Regions from separate parts of the Triticum aestivum genome. Here region 2 is linked to region 1. A link is a contact called in public Hi-C data. All regions are on one chromosome and are shown on one strand. The core of a region is the stretch at or near the end of the contact, and the rest is flanking DNA. Distances in the headings are between cores, read along the strand shown. Region 1 holds the start of LOC123145088 (U-box domain-containing protein 26). Region 2 holds the start of LOC123145090 (E3 ubiquitin ligase PARAQUAT TOLERANCE 3).

Region 1 (5,361 bases), core at 356-2,855:
AGCTGCAGCACCTCAGACCCGCCCACCACGGCCACCAATGCGCCCGCAGCATGCTCAGCCGCGCGCCCGGACATGGCACGCACTAGCGCGATCACCAGCGCGGCACCACCTCCAGCGCCAGAGACAACCGCCTCGCGGCCACCCTCTGTCCGGGACAGCCGCTCCACCGCTGCCAGCGCGCGCTCCAGCTCGCCGGCGCAGCCGCCCTCCGCCACTCGCCGGGCCAGAGCTGATGCGGCGCCAGCTGATACGGCGCGCTGTCTGTTCTCCTTGGCCAGGCAGAGAGCAAAGACGCCTCGGATCCCAATGCGCACTGCACGGGCATTGGCCTTCTCGTCCACCAGCGCGACCAGGCCTTCAATGACTCCATCAGCTGCGCCAAGCACCACCCTGGCCTCCGCCCCAGACACCGCAGCAGCCGCCTCCACGACGGCACCTGCATTAACCTTGGCCTCCAAGGTCGTCCCCTGGCTGCCAAGAACTTTGCCAAGCCTGGTGACCCTGTCTTCCCTGCCCACCACATCCACAGCTTCCGCCTCCCCCATCCCTACCAGGGCGAGGACCGCCATGGCCTCCGCCTGAGCCTCCTCGGCGCTGCCCCCGAACGCCATTTCCACCAGAGCCGCCCTGGTCTCGTGCGTGGCCATGACGAGCCTGTTCTTGTCAGACTCCCTGGCGAGCGCCCTGAGCTTCCTGAGCACGGGGAGGGCAGGGCCCTGGGCGATCAGGGAGCGGATGAGGTCCGGGTCGGCCGGCTGCTTGGGCGTTGGGATGCGCTCGACGCCGAGGGATCGGTGCGCGACGCACCATTCCTGGATGAGGCGGCGGAGGGTGTGGTTGGGGATGAGCGTGAAGTCGGCGAGCGGCGCGCGGGTGACGGGGCAGGTGGTGTTCCCCGTGGCGACCCACGACTCGATGCTGGCACGGTCGTAGGTCTGGCCGGTTGCCACGGTGACGGGGTCCTGCATGAGCTCCAGCGAGATTGGGCAACGGAAGTACCACGGGACCTGCAGCCCTACCGTGTCCAGCCCCAGCGCCAGCGGCACGCTCCCTGGCATTGGCGAAACTCGACTGCTCCACGCCGGGCGGCGTTGTGATTTGGATCTGGCCTACTCTAGCTAGCTAGCTTGCGATGAAGATGTGATGCGCGTGGGTGTGGGTGGGTTGGTGGTGGGTGGACACGAGACGGGGTTGGGGGTGGGGGGTGGAAGGAGAGCGAAAAAGTGGACTGGTGGAGAGTGGAGATCGAGGGAGACGAAGAACGTAGGTGCATGGGCCGGGTCGGGCCAGCACTGTCGTGCCTCGGGCCACGTCGGGCTCAGACCAGTCGGGCCGGACAGCCCGCCGGACGGCACGGGTGCCTCGCCGGAGCGCCGAAGCACGGCACGCAGCACTCCGGGCCGGGCCGCTGTTAGGTGTGGTGTCGTGCCGGGCTGCCGTGGGTCTGCTCGAGGACGATGCCGTTGAGGACCTGGCGGTGGAGGCGGAGGCGCTTGGAGTGGGGTTGGTTCGGGTAGCGAGACCCAGAGGTGGCGGAGGAGGATCTGCAGGAGGAGCACGGAGCCAGCGCACGGGGGGGTGGAGGTAGGAGAAGCAGTCGGGGTCGGGGCAGTAGATAAAGGACAGAGAAAACGTGATTTCGAATCTGATTTTGACCGGTCAAAGCTGGGTTGCTGGCTGTTGGTTGGCCTCACGTGCGTTAGAGAGAGACAGAGAGGTTCTCGAGCCCTCCTATTTGCCGGTCGCTGCGGCGGCACGCAGTATTTTTTTTCTTTTTTTTCATGGGGAAAGCTGTCACTTTATAGATTAACTATGTTATCATTGATCACTCTCGATTGACCAGGAGCAGCTGCTTTCGTCGAGTTGTAGCACTCTTTTCTTTCTCTATTTTCGAAAAACTCAATACTTTTTAAAAAAAAATACTAACGCCCACACGTATGGGCGTTTGCATCTCGCCCACACGCACTCGATGCCGTCCATCAGCTGCACAATTTTTGGAGCACTGAAAATTGCCACGTCAGCCCACGGACTCGTGCGGGCTGAAACTAACCTGACCGAACGCCGCCGACTCCTTTACCTCACCTTATCTTCCCACTCCTCGCCTCACCTTTTCTTCCCCACACCCACACCAGTACGTCACTCCTATTCTCTCCTCCCCCGCCAGCCTCTAATCCGGCGAAGCCCGGCGGCTCCCGGCAAGGGCTGCGCTAGATGCGCGGTTGGAGGGCCCCAGATGGCAGTAGATGGCTGGATCCAACCCAAGCACGCCAAGGCACGGAGACCACCCGCACGACCGTCTCCATGAGCGGCGGCTTGCCGCAGGCCGGGCGGCGGCGTGGCTACGACCAGGTCGAGGCGTTCGCGCGGCCCTGGAAGAGGAGAATGAGTCCCTCCACGCGCGACCGATGGGCGTGTCAGCGGCGGGGCGATGGAGATGACGAGGCGGAGCTCGAGGAGGTGCGGCAGAGCCGAAGCCAACGAGACGCTGCTCAAGGAGGCGGGGCGCAGTCGGAGAGGAGCATCTACGGATCAACAGGGGCTCCGGCGCCGCGGGATGGTCGTGGTGGACGCCGACAGGGGCAATGGCCCGATCGGCGGGCGGTTGGAAGGCGCGGGTGAGGAGAGCAAGGCGATGAACGAGGCGGGGCGGGGACGCCATGCGGAGCTCGGGCGCTCCAACGCCGCGGCATGGTCGCGGTGGACGCCGACGGGGGCGACGGCCTGGTCGGCGGGCGGCTTTGGAAGGTGCGGCTGAGGAGGGCAGGGCGGCATTCAGCATTGTCGGTGAGGGGCCGGGGCTAGGACGCCTCGCGGAGCTCCTCCATGAGCGGGAGCACGAGCTGTAGGCAGCGGAGATATGCGTTGCGACTGCTGGAACGGGTGGAACATGCACGCGATGCCATGGTGGCGAGCAGCTTGTCCAGCAGTTTCCGTCGGAGAGCTCCCGTCCAGCCACTGGTGAGCAGGATCCCCATGACGAGCCCGGCCAATGCGCACGCCTGGATGCACCGGTGAAGTCGGGATCCACCAGATGCGCATGGAGTTCCTTGTCCCCGGCAATGATTCAGATGGTGCATTGCTGTTCTGCTAGTAGTACATTTGTTCTCATGCTCTGATTTGCAACTAGATAGCTCTATGTCTTTTTCATTGCCTGATCTGTTCTGATTGAGGCACTATTTTTTTCTGAAATCTTTGTGTGATGGCAACTTAACATTTTGTTGTGTGCATGAAAAATGGCAATTTTATTGCTTTGACATGGCAAATTCATAAAAAGATCATATGGCACTTTTATTGCATTGAAGATGGGAAATTTATTATACTATGGGGAATTCACTATTAATTGCAGATTTGTTTTCCATGGCAAATTATAATCAACTGACATGGCAATTTTTACAATGGTGTATATGTTCCATCTTTTGTTGTTAGTGAATAGTTGCCATGGCAAGTTGCTATTCAATTGTCAGAGTTAGTTTTTTGCCATGTCAAACTGAATTTTGTGTAAACATAAATTTGAAGCATCAATTTCTGAAAAGCCATTGCCATGGCAATTTTGATCATTTTTTTCGTGGTATTTCACATGCACGGCAATTTTTCATTCACACAAAATATGGCAATTTTGATTAAAAAAAACAACATGGCAAATTTTTGAACAACTTTTTTATATTCTAAACATGGCAAATTTAGGGTTTTTTGTCAACACTCCCATGACAATCTTTATGCTTTTTTTCTAACTTAACCACGGCAAATTTAGTTTGTTAATAATGGAAAATTTAGTTTATTCACCATGGCAAATTTAGTTTATTGGTTCATGGCAAATTTAGTTTACAAATCATGGCAAATTCAGTTTATTGGTTCATGGCAAATTTAGTTTACAAATCATGGCAAATTTAGTTTTCAAATCATGGCAAATTTAGTTTACATGAATTCGTCATGGCAAGTTTTGATACGAATCTGCCGTGGTAAGTTTGGATGTGAATCTGCCATGGCAACTTTTCTTGTTCATACTTTGATCTTCAAATTTTTGTGTTTTTTCGCACACGGCAAACTCATCATACAAAACACGGCAACTCTTTGATACAAATCTGCTATGTTTTCTATGATGAATTTGCCGTGTGCAAAAAAAAACTTAGTGTATGTATCATGGCAAATGTAGTTTACGGGGCATGGCAAATTTTATTTCTTTTTTTGCAACGTGGCAAGTTTTCTTTTTTAACGGGACCATGGCGATCTCATTGCATCTTTCATGGCAACGGTAGTTTATGGAGCATGGCCAGTTTTCTTCCTTCTTTTACAACCTTGCAAATTTAGTTTACGTGAATAACGTCGTGGCAAGTTTTGATATGAATCTGCCATGGCAAGTTTCTTGTTCATACTTGAATTTCCAACTTTTTGTGTTTTTCACACACGATAAATTCATCATACAAAACATGGCAATTCTTTGATACCAATCTGCCAGGGCAAATCTCTTTGTTCATACTTGATTTTCAACTTTTTGTGTTTTTTCTAACACACGGCAAAATTATCCTTCAAAACATGGCAATTTTAATTAAACTTCCATGGCAATTTTAATTAAAAATGCCATTGCATTTTTAATCTTTTATTTGTCCTGTCAAATTTTTGTGTTCACATGAATTTTTTGACTATTTTGTGTTTTTTCACATGGCAATATTGAATTTTTTTTGTCATGGCAGATTTGCCATATTTCATTGGGGGATTAAATATGTGTTTATAAACCTTTGCTATTATTAAAAAACTCAAATGGCAATTTTACTGCTATTTTTCAAAGCTGATGGCATTTTTAGTAGCTGAGCAAAATCTGGGCTTTTATTTGTCAAAGAAAGAAAACAAAATCTGGGCCTTTTCATTTAATTTGTTGTCAGTGGGCTTTTTGTTCCTTTTTTCACAGGGAAAAGGGCCTCGTGTGATGGAGAGGCGTGCGGGCTGTGTGTCCCCCCCGGCGAACGAATTCATGCGAGGGATCGATCCCATCGTGCTGAACGTGTATGTGGTAGGGTGCTCTTCGTGCCACACGTGTGGGCAGTTTTAATATTCGCCCACACAGAGTTGTGTGGGCTGCCTGCTAGATATGCCACACAGGGGCGTGTGGGCCGATGTCCATTGTGCCACACGCGTGGCAATTATCGGCGTCCTTTTTTTACCCCCTCCGATTTTTTAGTCTGCATGTAAGTTTAGCCTGAAGTCGAAGTATCTCTATTTTGACCAAATTTGTAAAAAAAAAATCAACATTCACAATACCAGATCAATATAGTTAGATTCATTGTGAAATACAAAATTAAGCACCCACAAGTTTTCCTTCCCTAACCCTAGGTGGCTAGGGCAAACTCTCTCCTTCAAAAGCAT
Region 2 (5,503 bases), core at 2,478-4,977, 560 kb after region 1:
TTGAGTTTAAAATCCACCGAGAGAAATACCCGATAGCCGAGGAATTAGATAGTGGTTCAGCATCACTGGAATCTAAGTTTAGTATGCTTCGCCTATTACTCTTAAGAGCTGCAAACTCTCTAGACGGTTAGGTGTCAATTTCTTCAGAGACTAAGAGTGATTGTGGTTCTCAAAGAAGAAGTCTGTAAAGGTTCGGAGATCACCTTCAAGTATCTACCACGAGTAATCGGCATCGGTTGACGAATCGATTGTCGAGGAGAATATGGTGAAGAGAGTTTATCTTCCGTGTTAAGTCACAGCTCCTCCAACCAGACATAGTCCTTGTGCAGAAGGATGAACTGGTCGAACAAATTCCTTGTCGCCTTCGAGCATCTTCGGTTATCTCTGTCACTCATGTTTACCTTCGATGTTTTCATTCATACGATTCTCATCGATGCATGTCTTAGTTCTTGTTTTAGTTCACTATAGTCTATTTTTCATTCGTTATGCTGCTGGGTTCTGAGAGATTTAAGCTTTCCTAAGAAAATTTAAAACTCCCCTTCACCCCCCTCTAGTAGACATACTTTGTTCCTACAGTTTCCCAACAGATACTAGGGATCAAGCCGTAACGAATTAACATGATTATGTATGAAATCTCATCTACCTCTAGTATGCCTACGATTACTCGCACATGATTGTGAGCGTCATGAAATTATTGATGGAGAAGGGTTGGTGATGACGATGGTGACGAATCCCTACCTCCAGAGCCACAAACGAACTCTGGATTAGGGCTCCCGACGAAGAACATGAGGCGATGACGACTCAAAATGCGACGCAATTTTCTCTCCGTTTTTTCTCGGAGGATGTGAATATATAGCGTTGGAATTAGGTCAAACGGAGGTCCAGGGGCCCCACAAGTCTGGGTGGCGCGACCAGGGGGTGGCCGCGCCACTTGCCCTTGGCCCCCTCAGGTAACTCTTGGCTCAAGTATTTTTATTTATTCAAAAATAATTCTCGAGAAAGTTTCGACCAATCCGAGAACTTTTTATTTCTACACAAAAAACAACACCACTATAGTTCTACTGAAAATAGAGTTAGTCCGGGTTAGTTTCATTCAAATCATGCAAATTAGAGGTCAAAACAAGAGCAGAAGTGTTTGGAAAAGTAGATACGTTGGAGACATATCAGGGCCATAGGTTCAATAGTGACATCTCTCTCGAAAATAGCAAGTAGCATGGTGAACAAACTACAGTTGGGCAATTGACCGAATTGCAATATTCATGACTATGATCATTCATGGCATAATGTCATATAGGCATTATGTCCGTGATAAGTAGCCCGTTAATCCAACCGCATCTACTACTAATACTCCACCCCAAAATCGCTATCCGACATGCATCTCAAGGTATTAAGTTTGCAAGAATCAGAGTATCGTAGTAAGTAAGATGACATAATGTAGACAAGAAGAAGTCAATCAATATGACAAAAACTCGTTGTTTTATCCTTAGTGGCAACATTACGAACATGTCTTGGCCCTTATTGTCACTGGGGTTAGATCACCGCAAGACTGAACCCACTACAAAGCACCACTCCCTCTGAAGGAAAACCCATCGAACTTGTCCAAAGAGGATAGATAGATCGGAGAGTATGCAAAGCTATTTAATTATGTAGCAATAAAACCTCAAAATATCCAATTGATTTCAATGAACAATCTGATCATAAAGTGGCAATTCATCATGTCCCAACAAACACACCACCAATTACATCGAATTGATCCCAATCATGTGAGAAGGCGCACGAGAACATGGTATTGAAGATCCAAAATGAGAGAGAACCATCTAGCTATTGCTACGGACCTGTAGGTCCTAATGGAACTACTCACACATGGTCATGGAGGCAACAAGGTTGATGAAGATGGCTCTTGCAATGGCTTTCCCTTCCTGCAAGGCTCTGGAACATACCTCCAGATGGGATCTTCGCGGAACAGAAGCTTGCGGCGGCGATAAAATTATTCTGAAAATACGTCAGACGATTTCGGTATTTGTCAACAGTTATGGCAGTGGAATCAGGTTAAGGCAATGTATGGGTCCCCACACGACCAGGTGGCACTCCCAAGCCGTGCGGGGTGTCCATGTGGCCCCCTGACAGCTCCCCTTGATCTCTCCCGAAGATTCCATGTTCGTTGTTGCCCAAAAAACTTATATTAAATCAGCAAGTGATTTGACCTCCGTAGATATTGATTTCCTGCGAAACCAAAAAACAAGCAGAAAACAAGATCTGACATTGGGTACTAAATTAATAAGTAGTCCAGAAAAATAATATAAATCGCTACACAAAGTATATAAAAGTGATAATATAATTGCATGAAATAAAAAAAATTATAGATACATTTGAGATGTATCAACATCCCAAGCTTAGTTCCTAGTCGTCCTCGAGTAGGTAAATGATAAACAAAGATAAATTTTTATGTTGAATGTTACCTAGCGTAATCTTGATGAAATGATGCAATCATGGTGTGAACTTAACACAAAAGTGATTCAAAGCAATATTCTATAGTTGATAATAAGCAAGTAACATCAAAATGTGTAAACAAAAATCACTATTCTTCTATGTGGATCATAGGTGAACTTCGTTAGCAAGAGTGAGGACTCGAATGTAAATTTACTAAGCATGGGGATCGTTCTAGATTCCACTAATAGTTTGAGGGCCGTGGATGTATTCCTCTTCTTCTTAATCATCACTTCAACCTTGCCTAATCTTCTCCATCATACCCCTTGCCACCCCACGTCTTTTCCATCCACAGTCACATGCTTCGTGTCACAACATCAGTCTGATTCTAGTAATAGCTTAGACTTGAAGCAAGACTCAAGATAAGAACGCAATGAGGCGATGGCACAATTATGGAAACAACTGACTTAGCTGACGAAACAACCACATTGAAGGGTGCACTTCAACGAAGGGTGCACGTTATGGTCGTCATACATGTAAAAGCTTCCATATTAGACACTTGGCATGAGGTGGTCGTAGATAGATATATCAACAGTGACATCAGTGACACTTATTGCATTGCTGGCATTCATGCTAAGATAAGTTAGGTGAACACATTTCAAGAAAGTAACGTGTCTACCTCTTTTTTGAAGAAAGACCCTTTGTTCGATTGTACATGAGTGGTCCCATTATTTTGGCAAACTCACTACTCTTAAATCACATGTAGCAGTTGCTCGCGAACTTACGGTAATGAATACCTACCCAGATTGTCCTCGAATTCTTGACCTATATCTCACTGTGTGTATGTGTTACTAAGGTAAAAGAAAAAAAAGGGTAGAATTTCACCCAACATGCTATATCAATCTAAATTAAACTAGTAACAAAACTCGAAAGTTTTCATACAAATACAAGTGCATAGACTAAAAAAGTCATCCTAATAAAACTCCCTCCGTTTCTTTTCAGTTTGCATATAAAATTTGTCTGAGGTCAAACTTCGTAAAGTTTGACTAACTTTATAGAAAAAAATATCAGTATTCGCAATACGAAATCAATATCATTAGATGAATCATGACAATAATTTTTATAGTATATATCTTCAGTATTGTAGATATTGATATTTTTTAATATCAATTTAATCAAACTTTGCATAGTTTGACATTAAAAAATATTATATGGGGAGTAAAAAGAAACGAAGGGAGTACTACTGTCAGCGTATTCTCCTTTTGAACCAAAATATCTGCCGTCGACCCCAGGCCCAGAGGGGTGAGATCCATCCACGGTTTCCACTCTCCACCGTCCCGTACCTGTACCCTTCTTTCCCCTCCCAGTCATCCTCTTCCTCTCCCGAGTCCTGACCTACCCAAGCAAGCTCCAATCCGACCCGATGCGGCTCTAGAACATCTCCTACAGTCTGCCGTGCCCTACAGCCGCCGCCGTGCCGTAGCTTAGGTCACCGCCGACGCCTGACCCCCCAACCCGTCCGACCTCGCACGCGCGTCGCCGCCGTTGCCGTTCCCGTTCCGCCTCATCGCATCGCTGCTATCTCAACCCCGCCCGCCATCCTGGCCGTCTGTGAGCTTTATGGCGCCGAGTGATTAGATAAACCCCACTGATCTCCACAAATTTTGGGCGTGCGGCGCAAATTGGGTGTGCTGCTGCACACCCGGCACACCCTCTAGATCCAGCGCTGTCATGGCTGTCTATTATAAGTTCAAGAGTGCCAGAGACTATGACTCGATCCCTATCGAGGGGCAGTTCATCTCGGTTCTCAACCTCAAGGAGATGATTTTTGAGTCCAAGCACCTTGGCAGAGGCACTGATTTCGACCTCATGATCTCGAATGCCCAGACTGATGAAGGTTGGTTCTTTCTCAGCAAAGAACCCTTGTTTCATTTCTTGTGTGGGTGAATGTATTCAAGATGTTAGTGCCAGCTAGATAATATTGGTTCTTTCTCAGAGAAGAACCTTTGCTTGATTTCTTGTGTGGGTGAATGTATACAAGATGTTAGTGGTAGATAATATTGTGATAGGCTCAGGTTGTAATGCTGTTTGCTGTGTATGGTAAGCCATTTTGGCTCTTTGATTCATGCACGGAAGATTTCTGAAAATTGAGGCCTTATTTAGCTGGTATCATTTGTTGTCTGCCTCATTTTTTTTTCTTATGATCTGTGCTTTCTAGGACATGACGACTTGATCTACTGGTTTGGTGTGGAGGATTAACTGTTAGCTGGATTTAGACATAAAATTGCAATATTTTGACAATTTGACATGATCTTTGTTTGCAATGGTTAGCAACTTGAATGTCTTTTGCGATGCCGAGCACATCTACCGCGCATTGCATCGAAGACTAGTAAGTGTGTTTCAATGAAGCCATTGTGTTGTTTGCTTACCTCACTGAACAATCATTCTGGATTAGTGGATTTTACTGTGGAGCATTCAGATTGAAATACAGTTGTATTTTAAGAACTTATAATTAGTGGGCATGATAGGAATATCTCGTTTTTTGGGGGACTTGGGATGGTGTTGTACAGTCGAAGTATTACTTAAACCATTTCCTGTGATGTTTGTACTTTCAGAGTATGCTGATGAATCTATCATGATACCAAAGAACACTTCAGTGTTGATTCGCCGGATACCAGGACGCCCAAGGATGCCAATCGTTACTGAACCACAAGAGTACTGTTTTGCTCTTTGATTTCGCACTTACTCCACATCATACCTCATAATTCACATTACTGATGCATCATCATCAATAGTCAAAAATACATAACCCATCTGAAAAGATTTCTAATTTGTATGTTTGACTTTAACTGCTTCATGTCACTGAATATGGTCCATGTCAGGAGTTACTCCTTATCAGCAATCATAGTTTTAAGGTTCACCATTTTTTGCAGGGCAATAGCTGCAGAAAATAGGGTAGAAGAAATCGTGCCTTCTGGCAGTGCTTTTCTTGGTGATTCATCTATGAAATATGTAAGAATAACTTCTAGTCTGGTTTACCTTTATCTCATACAGTAGTTGCCGCTGCAATCACAGT

What was found. A called contact is a pair of places that touch in the nucleus more often than the background predicts.
Region 2: a contact with region 1 is called in a Hi-C map of leaf, with 3 times the contacts expected there. The contact joins the promoter of LOC123145090 here to the promoter of LOC123145088 in region 1. A contact is called at or near these places in 2 of 5 Hi-C or Micro-C datasets (both in leaf).

What each region holds. Positions count from the first base shown.
Region 1 is chr6D:359,338,363-359,343,723 of IWGSC CS RefSeq v2.1, forward strand. LOC123145088 (U-box domain-containing protein 26) reads right to left here and starts at 1,606. Exons shown (of 1, transcript XM_044564403.1): 1 at 1-1,606. The coding sequence starts at 1,058.
Region 2 is chr6D:359,894,184-359,899,686 of IWGSC CS RefSeq v2.1, forward strand. LOC123145090 (E3 ubiquitin ligase PARAQUAT TOLERANCE 3) reads left to right here and starts at 3,728. Exons shown (of 15, transcript XM_044564405.1): 1 at 3,728-4,324; 2 at 5,043-5,142; 3 at 5,361-5,439. The coding sequence starts at 4,159.